Linked DNA regions of Ovis aries: region 2 is linked to region 1. The links are chromatin contacts, called in public Hi-C maps. All regions are on one chromosome and are shown on one strand. Each heading gives the region's core, a stretch centred on a gene start, on an enhancer-like site or on the middle of the called end of the contact. The rest is flanking DNA. Distances are from core to core; before and after follow the strand shown. Region 1 overlaps PDZRN3 (PDZ domain containing ring finger 3). Region 2 overlaps PDZRN3 (PDZ domain containing ring finger 3).

The links. A called contact is a pair of places that touch in the nucleus more often than the background predicts.
Region 2: a contact with region 1 is called in a Hi-C map of mixed tissues, with 2.6 times the contacts expected there. The contact joins two enhancer-like sites. A contact is called at or near these places in 3 of 16 Hi-C or Micro-C datasets (mixed tissues, skin fibroblasts and tail adipose tissue).

Annotation. Positions count from the first base shown.
Region 1 is chr19:28,239,799-28,244,703 of ARS-UI_Ramb_v3.0, reverse strand. The region is part of intron 2 of PDZRN3 (PDZ domain containing ring finger 3); the gene reads right to left. Among named protein-coding and RNA genes, the nearest start is that of PDZRN3, 21 kb to the right of the region's middle. Within about 2 kb of position 1,878, at least 4 of the 54 cell types and tissues checked have an H3K27ac peak or open chromatin away from gene starts, as enhancers often do.
Region 2 is chr19:28,359,924-28,364,828 of ARS-UI_Ramb_v3.0, reverse strand. All of the region lies in intron 3 of PDZRN3 (PDZ domain containing ring finger 3), which reads right to left. Among named protein-coding and RNA genes, the nearest start is that of PDZRN3, 140 kb to the right of the region's middle. Within about 2 kb of position 1,963, at least 3 of the 54 cell types and tissues checked have an H3K27ac peak or open chromatin away from gene starts, as enhancers often do.

The DNA.
Region 1 (4,905 bases), core at 629-3,128:
TAACACCGTAAGAACATCTACTTCAGTAATCATTTCTCTATACAAATACATCAAATTTGTAAAATACAAATACATCAAATGCAAATACATCAAAATTCCATTTGTTAAAAAATTAAACAAACCCCAAACCCTATATTCTAAAGAAGGAGAGAGATGACTTTGAAGTCTACCCCCTGAAGTCTAACTATTGGAACCCACGGTGGGAAAACACACACTCCCCAGCTCTCCTCTCCCCTCCCTGCCCCGCTGCTCACAAAGACACACACACAACACTATATAATGTTATAATAGGACTCAAAAGAAACTAAAATCACAATGTAAAATGAGCATTGAGTGTTTTTCCCAACATCTATCCCCACAAGACAAAGATAAATCTCCCACTGCCATTTGGGTTCCCTCAAGACTCTTCCAGGGGGGTGGGTCAGTAAGGCTGCAGGTGCTGAGCTGGATCAGCCGGCCCACAAAGATACCACTGCCCAGCATCACAGCCCTTCCCTCAGGCCTATTGCATGCTAACCCTTTCCCACCGGAATTTCTTTGAGACTTCCCTCTCTCTCACAGCCACTACTAAGGACGCACGAGTTGCAAGCATATCTCAGATACAAGCACAGAGAAGTGCGACAGCTTCTATTTACTGAGTACACACCAGGTACCAGGTACATGGAGCTTCCCAGGTGGCTCACTGGTAAAGAATTGTCAGCTAAAAAAGGAGACAAGGTTTGATCCCTGGGTCGGGAAGATCCTCTGGAGAACGAAATGGCAACCCACTTCAGTACTCTTGCCTGGGAAATCCCATGGACAGAGGAGCCTGATGGGCTACAATCCAGGGGGTCGCGAAGTCGGCTAAAAAACAACAACAGCCAGGTACATAATGAGTGTTCTCTGTCCATCATTTAATCCTCGTAAGAACCACAAGTGGTAAGTAGGATAAATATCCATTTCATAGATGAAAGAAATCTGAGACAGACAGATTAAGTGACCTACTCAAGGTCATATAGCTAAAAAGTGGCAAAGGTCTTTTTCCAACTAAGGATAGGCTGATTCTCTTACACAAACTCTAAGTGCTGCAACACTGTCTCCCATTGAGAAAAATTTCAAAAATACACACGAATTCAGAAATACAGCATTCCAGGCTATGGAATATTCCACCAGAGGACCCTGAAGAGTCTCAACTGACCACAAAGGGTTTATGGACAAGCTTAAGTTCCGTAAGAGGTGACGTCAATACATCAAATGAAAAGAGATCTGTGTTTACTCTGATTGAACTGCTTTGCATTTCTCGGCTAGGGAGGAATGAGGAGATAGGGGCTGGGATTTTGGTTTTGACTGGTTTTGCAGAATAATACATTTGAACAGAAGTAATTTATCTTAAGGCGTATCAGAAAGTCCCAGCAAAAATCAGAGAGGGACAGGCAAGAGCAAACACGAAACTGAGGTCATATGAAGACTGTGATAAGGGATGGGAACAGAATGTAAAAAACATAGAAAGCACAAAATCAGAGAAAACCAAATCCAGAACATTCCTGATCCTCTCAGAACACATCTCTCTATTCTTTGTTTGGTGGCTCCACATTTTAAGGTAGAGTGATGCACCAAGGTGAACCAAATGACAGGATTTGTTTGGGTTTGCTGGCCTGAGACACAGAAAAATAAAAGGGCTTGTTTCCATCCCAGGGGTGCCAGACAATGAAGTAAACTTGCCAAAGGCCGAAGGTCTGCTACACCAGACTGGCGGCTGTTTCTTTAGGGACCCGAGCACTCGTGAATGGGTGATGTGATTCTGCTAAGAGCATTACGTACTGCATGGTGCAATGAAAAGCCTTATGTCAGAGCCCCCCCGCTGGGCTTATGTCACAACTCAACCAAGCCTCCAACACAGGAATTCCTTGGGAAACCCACACGTCATTCACCCTGCCTTCTACTTCCAGTAACTAACAATGAGTACACATTGTTGCTCATCCTGGCTTTTTAGCATGTTCTCAATGACCTGCCAGATTTCCAGGCAACAGGGCAGAATCCATTTAGGTTTTATTATGCTGCTTCTGCTAATCAGGACACGTTTTTAAAAACATGATGGCAAACACATGCATATGGAATTCAATTTCCCTCCCCAGGGCTATGCATGGAGTTCTTGCAAAAAGACCACATAAACCCAGAGTCCTTTAATGCTACAAGAATCAGTCTAGTTTGTGCTTATACCACTTTTTTAAAGAAAAAAGAAAATGACCTAAAACATATTTTTTGGTAAGTCTGAGAAAAACAAAACAAAACTGCCTTCTAGTGAACTTGGAAGCATCCTTTCATCCCTGGGGAGGTGCAGAAATGAAATACCATCTTTGTGGGCTTTCCCATTGTTGGCTGACAACAATTGCCAAGCCTTGAATTTGCCTCTCTGTTTCAGGCATTTTGCAAAATTTAGGCTCCCCTTTTCTATATATATGCTTTGGTGTGCAGAGAAGAGAGCTTCCTGGTTTGGACTCTTTGGCTACAGAAGCTTTCAAAATGTCTAAAAATGAAAAGCATCTTTCTTTACTGTAATTGTTTCTTAAAATGGTAATGGTAATGACGGATAGGGAGAGAATGAATAATTATGAATAAAAACCAACTGCAGCCACTGTCTTGTTACATGTGCCAAGTGGCAAAACACGTTCTCCCGATGATAAGGTGGAGGATTGAGTCCCTCTGGTCCTGGGACCATGACTGAGCCAGTCAAGCCCCATTTGGCTCCCTCAGCCCCTCTCACAGCTGGAAAGCCTGACCCGCGGCAGCAGGGACTGAATCAGAGCAGCACCATGACATGCTGCCTGTGATGGCAGCCAACCAGAAAAAAAGGGAAAAGCAAAAAAGTCCCAAGCTGACATAATTTGGGGTGTCTCAAACGGTGCTAGTGGTAGAGAATCTGCCTGACAATGCAGGAGACACGAGAGACCTGGTTTCAATCCCTGGGTTGGGAAGATCCCCTGGCAAAGGAAATGGCAACCCACTCCCGTATTCTTGCCTGGGAAATTCCACGGACTGAGAAGCCTGGTAGGCTATCGTCTATGGGGTTGCAAAGAGTAGGAAATGTCTGAGTGATTGAGCACAGAGATCATTTTAGTGTAAGAATTCCCCTAAGATGATGGGAAGAACAAGGGTATGTCCACACTCCTAGGGCTCAGCCAAGGGGGACTGCTCCCTGCCCCAACCAACGTTCATTCTATTTTAACCTCATTATCTAGAAGTAGTCTTTTTAAAACATATTTTACAAGGCAAATCATGTATCAGTTCATCATTTTAATGACTACATATCACCTACTACTAAGCTGTCATTTTCTTGCAATAAACCATGCTCGTTTGTTGTTGAAACTGTGGCTTTGGCCAAAAGCAAAGGGAATTTAATCACAACCTGCCTCTTCTTCTCTGGCCTCTTTCTGACCATGTCCTGCCACTCCTCAACTCTGTCTTTGTCCTTGTCCAGGTTTCCCTGGGTCTGTCCACTTTCTTTTATCTCAGTGGCCTTTAAAGATGGGTACTTGCAATGAAACACAGTGGAATGATGAAACAGTACATTAAAAATCGTATTCATATTTTAATTTCATCATTTAAAATGATTCTTTAGCATGTAACTTTTATAAGACAGGTAATACTAGTTCAGTAGTAAACATATGTATAATTTGTAACCAACTATGTCCAAATGTTTTCCTACAGTGGGTCCCTTGGACTGCAAGGAGATCCAACCAGTCCATTCTGAAGGAGATCCGTCCTGGGTGTTCTTTGGAAGGAATGATGCTAAAGCTGAAACTCTAATACTTCGGCCACCTCATGAGAAGAGTTGACTCATTGGAAAAGACTCTGATGCTGGGAGGGATTGGGGGCAGGAGGAGAAGGGGACGACAGAGGATGAGATGGCTGGATGGCATCACTGACTCGATGGACACGAGTTTGAGTAAACTCCGGGAGTTGGTGATGGACAGGGAGGCCTGGCGTTCTGTGATTCATGGGGTCACAAAGTCGGACACAACTGAGCAACTGAACTGAAGATTGTTCAACTAAATATATTATATATGGACCTCTGATCTAGCAAACTCCTACTTATCCTTCAGAACCCAGCTTCCATGGCCTGCCCTATGATGCCTTCTTCCCCAGGGTTAACTGCCTCCTAAAGAATCTTTAGCTGAACTCAGGCACAGAGTTTTATCAGTGAGAGCAGTGCTTCCCTCTCCAATGCATCAGTTTCTCCACCTGGACATGAGCTCCATGAAGGCAGGGCAAACATCAGTTACATCCAGATGGCTGACATCTTCTTATCCTTTAGGATTTGGCTTTATATCCCTTCCCCTCTTTCCTGATCACTCTGGGCAATGATGCCCCTTTCTCCTTGGTATGTAGTATAGCCATCCTCCCATTTTTTCCCCTTCATTGTTCTTCTCCCAATCTGTAATTACTCTTTATACTTGTTTCTTGCCTTCTATCACCCAGGACATAAACTCAATGACCAGAGGGATCCAGTCTCCCTGGTCAGTATCTTCAAGTCTATAGCAAATAGCCTTTGTATAATGCTTAACTGTTGAATGAGTGAATCTGATTTTTCTTTCCCTTTTCCTTGACTATGTTAAGCTGACTAATGAGGAAGATGTTTGATTTTAGTCAATCAGTTGTGTCCAGCTCTTTGCAACTCCATGGACTATAGCCCGCCAGGCTCCTCTGTCCATGGATTCTCCAGGCAAGAATATTAGAGTGGGGTGCCATTCCCTTTTCCAGGGGATATTCCCTACTCAGGGACTGAACCTGGGTCTCCCGAACTGCAGGCAGATCCTTTACCAGCTGAGACAAATGAGGAAAGCCTGGGAAAAGGAAAAGAACAAGAGATGACACATACTTTGGGCATCCCGCGTGAAAGGTGAGACTCCGGAAAACATCCTCTGC
Region 2 (4,905 bases), core at 714-3,213, 120 kb before region 1:
GTGGTATATGGATATCACTGATCACAGAGTATTATACTATCAGGGCTAGTTGTTCTATCGTTTCAGGTAAGGCAATTTTATCGAGATCTTAATGGCTCCTTGATCTCAGCTTTAAAACTCTGACATTCTGTTATAAACATAAGATATCATCATGAAGAATTTTGGTAACTCAGTCTTATCAAAAAGAAACTAAACAAGTTTTCCACAGCTGTGTTTCCTTCATAAGCTAAATCTAGACTTATTTTAATGGTTCTTTCAAATTGAAAGTCACTCAGTCATGTCCCACTCTTCACAACCCCATGGACTATACAGTTCATGGAATTATCCAGGCGAGATACTGGAGTGGGTAGCCGTTCCCTTCTCCCGGGGATTTTCCCAACCCAGGGATTGAACCCAGGTCTCCTGCATTGTAGGTGGATTCTTTACTAGCTGAGCCACAAGGGAAGGCCTTTCAAAAAATTTTTTTCAGTTAGGTGCTTCATTTACAAGCAAATGTTGAAGTGGTCCATTATTTACTTTGAAGATTCTCCTGAGGTCATAAATCTGCTGTGACTCTCATTTACAAGTTACACATCTGGAAATGCATAACCAAATTTAACATTACACATGGAAAATTCTTTATTTTAACACCTCAAGGAAGTATGATTTTATAGTTTAAATACCAGATTTGAAAAAAAGCAATTTCTTCATTTTAAAATAATCCCTTATCTGTAATGTTTTATTCTAAATATTATTCCCATTACTGTCTACTCAGCCCCACCTAATGAACAATGAAAAAACTCGTTCTTTTACTTAGGTTGGTAGTTTCTGATTATAGAGGACATCATCTAATGCTTTCCCCCATGCACTTTGCAAAGTCTTAAATGACAGAATACGTTTCCAAAAATATAGCACAGCATCTATTGTGTCTGAACTCAGCTGTCTCAGCGCAACCATGAATGTGTCTCGAGAAACTTGGTAAAAACCCTTTGAACTTCTTTGGGGCAGAAAGGCATAGGAAACTGAAATTAAAAACCTCCAATTAAAGCTTTTTATACTAAACTTACACACAGATCAAGCTGTGCTCTCTGACACAGAAGCAAGAAACCACAGCGGGTGGGAGCAAGCTCGCACAGATGCGTTTTTGTATTACGTAGACGACCTCGCCATCTGAAACACAACTCAGGGAAACTGAAATCCCAGCTGTGTTATTCCTTTTCCAAGGAGAACAGAGATGCGTCCCACAGCCACTGTATGCATACTAGACCTTCATTTAGTCACACATCAAGAAGATGTATGCACCCCAGTGTTCACAGCAGCATTATTTACAGTCGCCTCCGGTATGAGATGGAAGTTAATATTACACTCTCGGCTATGCATAGTATCTGTCTTTCGTGGGTACGTTCTTCGTTCCAGATCATCTCCCAACTCTCCTCGTTCCCACCATTAATTAAAACAGTTATATGGTTAAACACATAAGAATATGGAGTTAGTCAGCAAGTGCTGTGTAACAAAGGAACTCATATAAAATTTACATGGGATTTAATTAGCTGATAATGGGTCATTAGTTGAGGGGCTAAAGAAAGGAAACAGATTTTTCTGAACACATAAAGGAACCATTCAGGAAGAAGAGAGTTGTTTTCGTTTGGCCCTTCTCAGCTGGGAGAACCACCTGTGCAAACACGGGGCTCAAGTCAGATGACAAGCAAGGTTTTCATGGTACCAGGAAGATTTCCATCTCCATGACAACCTTCCTGGGCCCAGATAGAGGATGTTATTTTTCTGGAGGCAACATCTCAGCCACACTAGCGAGGAGGGTACAGTTCGGGCCTGGTGTGAACCTGAACACTCTCTCTTGGGCAGCCACTATGGACCAGGGCTGCTTGTGCCAAATCGTGACTCATGGGAGATTGTAGATGGAGATCTGACGTATTTCACAGTGACTCCATCTTCTGAGTGCTTCATTTCCCAGAAACGAAGTAATGCTCTGACTCAACAACTCTCAGGAGTTACAAACCATTCTTCCCATCTCCAAAGCACAGTACTTGGTATTTTAAGTAGGTCACGTGAATCATGAGACGTTATATGCAAAGGCAACTGTGTTAGTATCACTTATGAACATGCATTGAAATAACTGTTCAGATAGCAATGAACAATATGATCGATTGACATGTGGGGGTGGGGAGAGAAGCACACAAAACGACTTTCTGGAAAATTCTTTCAAATAAGCATGGGGATAAAAAACAAAACCACCATGTTCTTATATAACCATGCTTTAGGACGAGAAAGGACAGTTTTTTGCATCAGATTCAACAAGTGCTCCTGCTGTTTGGAAGTCTTATCAAGTTGTTGATTTAGAACCAAATCCCATGCCTATTCTAAGAGAGAGCCTCCCCTCAGAGAGGCAGTTCAGAATAGATGAGTATGAAATCACGGAACTGCAGGTTAATTCAGAGCTAAGTCAGAGTTTCCTGGTGGCTCAGTGGTAAAGACTCTGCCTGCTGATGCAGGAGACAAGGGTTTGATCCCTGATCTGGGAAGATCCCCACAGGCTGCACAGGAACTAAACCCACACGTGACAAAACTATTGCGCCCGTGCTCTGGAGCCTGGGAGCTGCAACCCCTGAGCCCACACACACGAGAGTCCACGCTCTGCACCAAGAGGAGCCATGAACCACAACTGGAGAGGAGCCCCCGCTCGCTGCAATCAGAAAAAAGGCCACACAGCGACGAAGACCAGCACAGCCAAAAATACACACACAAATCTTTTTTTTAAAGAGCTAAGCTATACTTCCACACACAGTGCCATTTTATGTATGTGGTTTCCCATGAGTAATCATCTTGGGCATTTTTGGTGGCAAGTCCTCTCTGACCACACTCTTATTATAAACCCAATCCCTTAAAGTTCCAGACTTTGATTTGGGATTCAAGGCATCAAATTTGGATCAGAACTAAAAGCCGTAGAATTTAATTCATGTGACTTTCTTCACTGTTAGGTATCTTGGTGACAGTTTTAATACAGCTGGACTCTGATGCACTGGGTAGCAATAATAACCACATCAGAAGAAACATGCTCCACTGAACAACCAGCAGTCCTATCAGCCCGAATCTTACAATTTTCTAACTGTCCCTCTTGTGAAAGATAGTTAATGACATTTATCAATTCTTTGAAGGCTGAAATCTTATGCATTATTCACTTACTTACTATATTACTTATTAAACTTTAAAAAAATTAACCAAAAGTTGTTTATTCATAGCTCTCAAACCTCAGAAAGAGGCAAAAACAAACAAACAAACAAATAAATGGGAATGCCTGTCTGCAACAAAGATGCAAACGTTGATAACTCAAATATAAATGAAGCTTCTCTAGAGCAATAAGGTAAAAAATGAACACCCCAAGCAACACCCAGGGAAAGCAACAAGGCTTACACCAAAGAGGAAATATGACTAGCTAATGACTAAATGAAATGAGGTCCAACCCAATTAGATATAAAACAAGTACTAATTTAAATAATGAAGTGCTATTTTTTACTTATCCCATAGCAAAGATTAAAATCACCCAATACTAGTGAGAGGGCAGGTTAAAGAGCTACTCAGATAACATCTGTGGGAAACCAGTAGTCCCCACCTTTCTAAGGAGATATTCATAACGGCACAAACATTCCATCCTAGAAAATTTTAAGACATAAATGGATACGAAACTACAGTATAGCCACATGTTGAAAACTAGACAGCCATTAATAGTGCTGAGGCTAAGAAATAGCTGAATGACACAAAGTATATCGCTTACAATATGGTGCTAAGTGAAAAAAAAAAATAGCTACAGTACCCCAGGAAACACATGATCTCTTTAAAAAAAACCTCTGTGTGTGTGCATGAGTGTGTAAACATCCATTTTTATTCTCACTTTCTATCACACATATTCCTAAGACACACCCACACCATAAAGTACAAATAAGGCATCAAGTAAGAGTAACAGCTTTATCCCAGCATCATCAGATGACGGGCAACACCTTCTCACGCTTGGTTTTCCCTGATGCTTTATGAAACAAGACTGTATTACTTCAGCAACTTGGTAAAGTGATGGAGTTTCATAAGGTCGGGTCTAATTAGAATCAGCCAAACGAGAAAATCACTATTGGCAGGTAAACATTTGGCAAAGGAAAGATGGATTTAAATGGAGCCTTAGCCAGTCTCTAAAACTGTACGCAGCATGGAGGTCTCAGGCATTAGTGATCTTAGGTCACACTTCAACAACATTTTGCCATTAAAATGCAGCTACTGCCAGCCCCATTCCCCTTTCTCAACAGTGGATCTAGCTATCGGTGAAGCTTGCTTGAAAAACACCGCTCCTCCTTCACACGCTGGACACCCCAGCCGAACCTTGGTCACCTCCAAACAGTTCCTCCCATCACATGGCCTTGGACAGAGTACCTGCCAAGGAAGGCCTCCCTCTTTGGTTATCAGAGCTTTGTGCATAAATCAGTCTTGCATCATCTCTACAACTTGCATCATCATCTCTACAACTCAGGGGACAGCACAGAAGTAAAAGAAAAACCGTGGGGATGAAAGAAGAAAAGCCAATTGGTTGCTCCGTGCATATTATTGTGGTGGCCAGTTTCACCTCTGAGCAACCCAAGAAGCTAATGGTGGTGCTTCCAGCATGAACCAGTTTTGTTAGCTGCCTTTCAATGAGACCATCAATAACCCAGGTGGTGCTGATGGTAAAGAACCTGCTTGTCAATGCAGGAGACACAGACGTGGGTTTGATCCCTGGGTAAGGAAGATCCCCTGGCTACTCACTCCAGGAGGAAGTGGCTACCCACTCCAGTATTCTTGCCTGGAGAATCCCATAGACAGAGGAGCCTGGTGGGCTACAGCCCATGGGGCCGCAAAGAATTGGACACAACTGAAAGGACTTTTGTT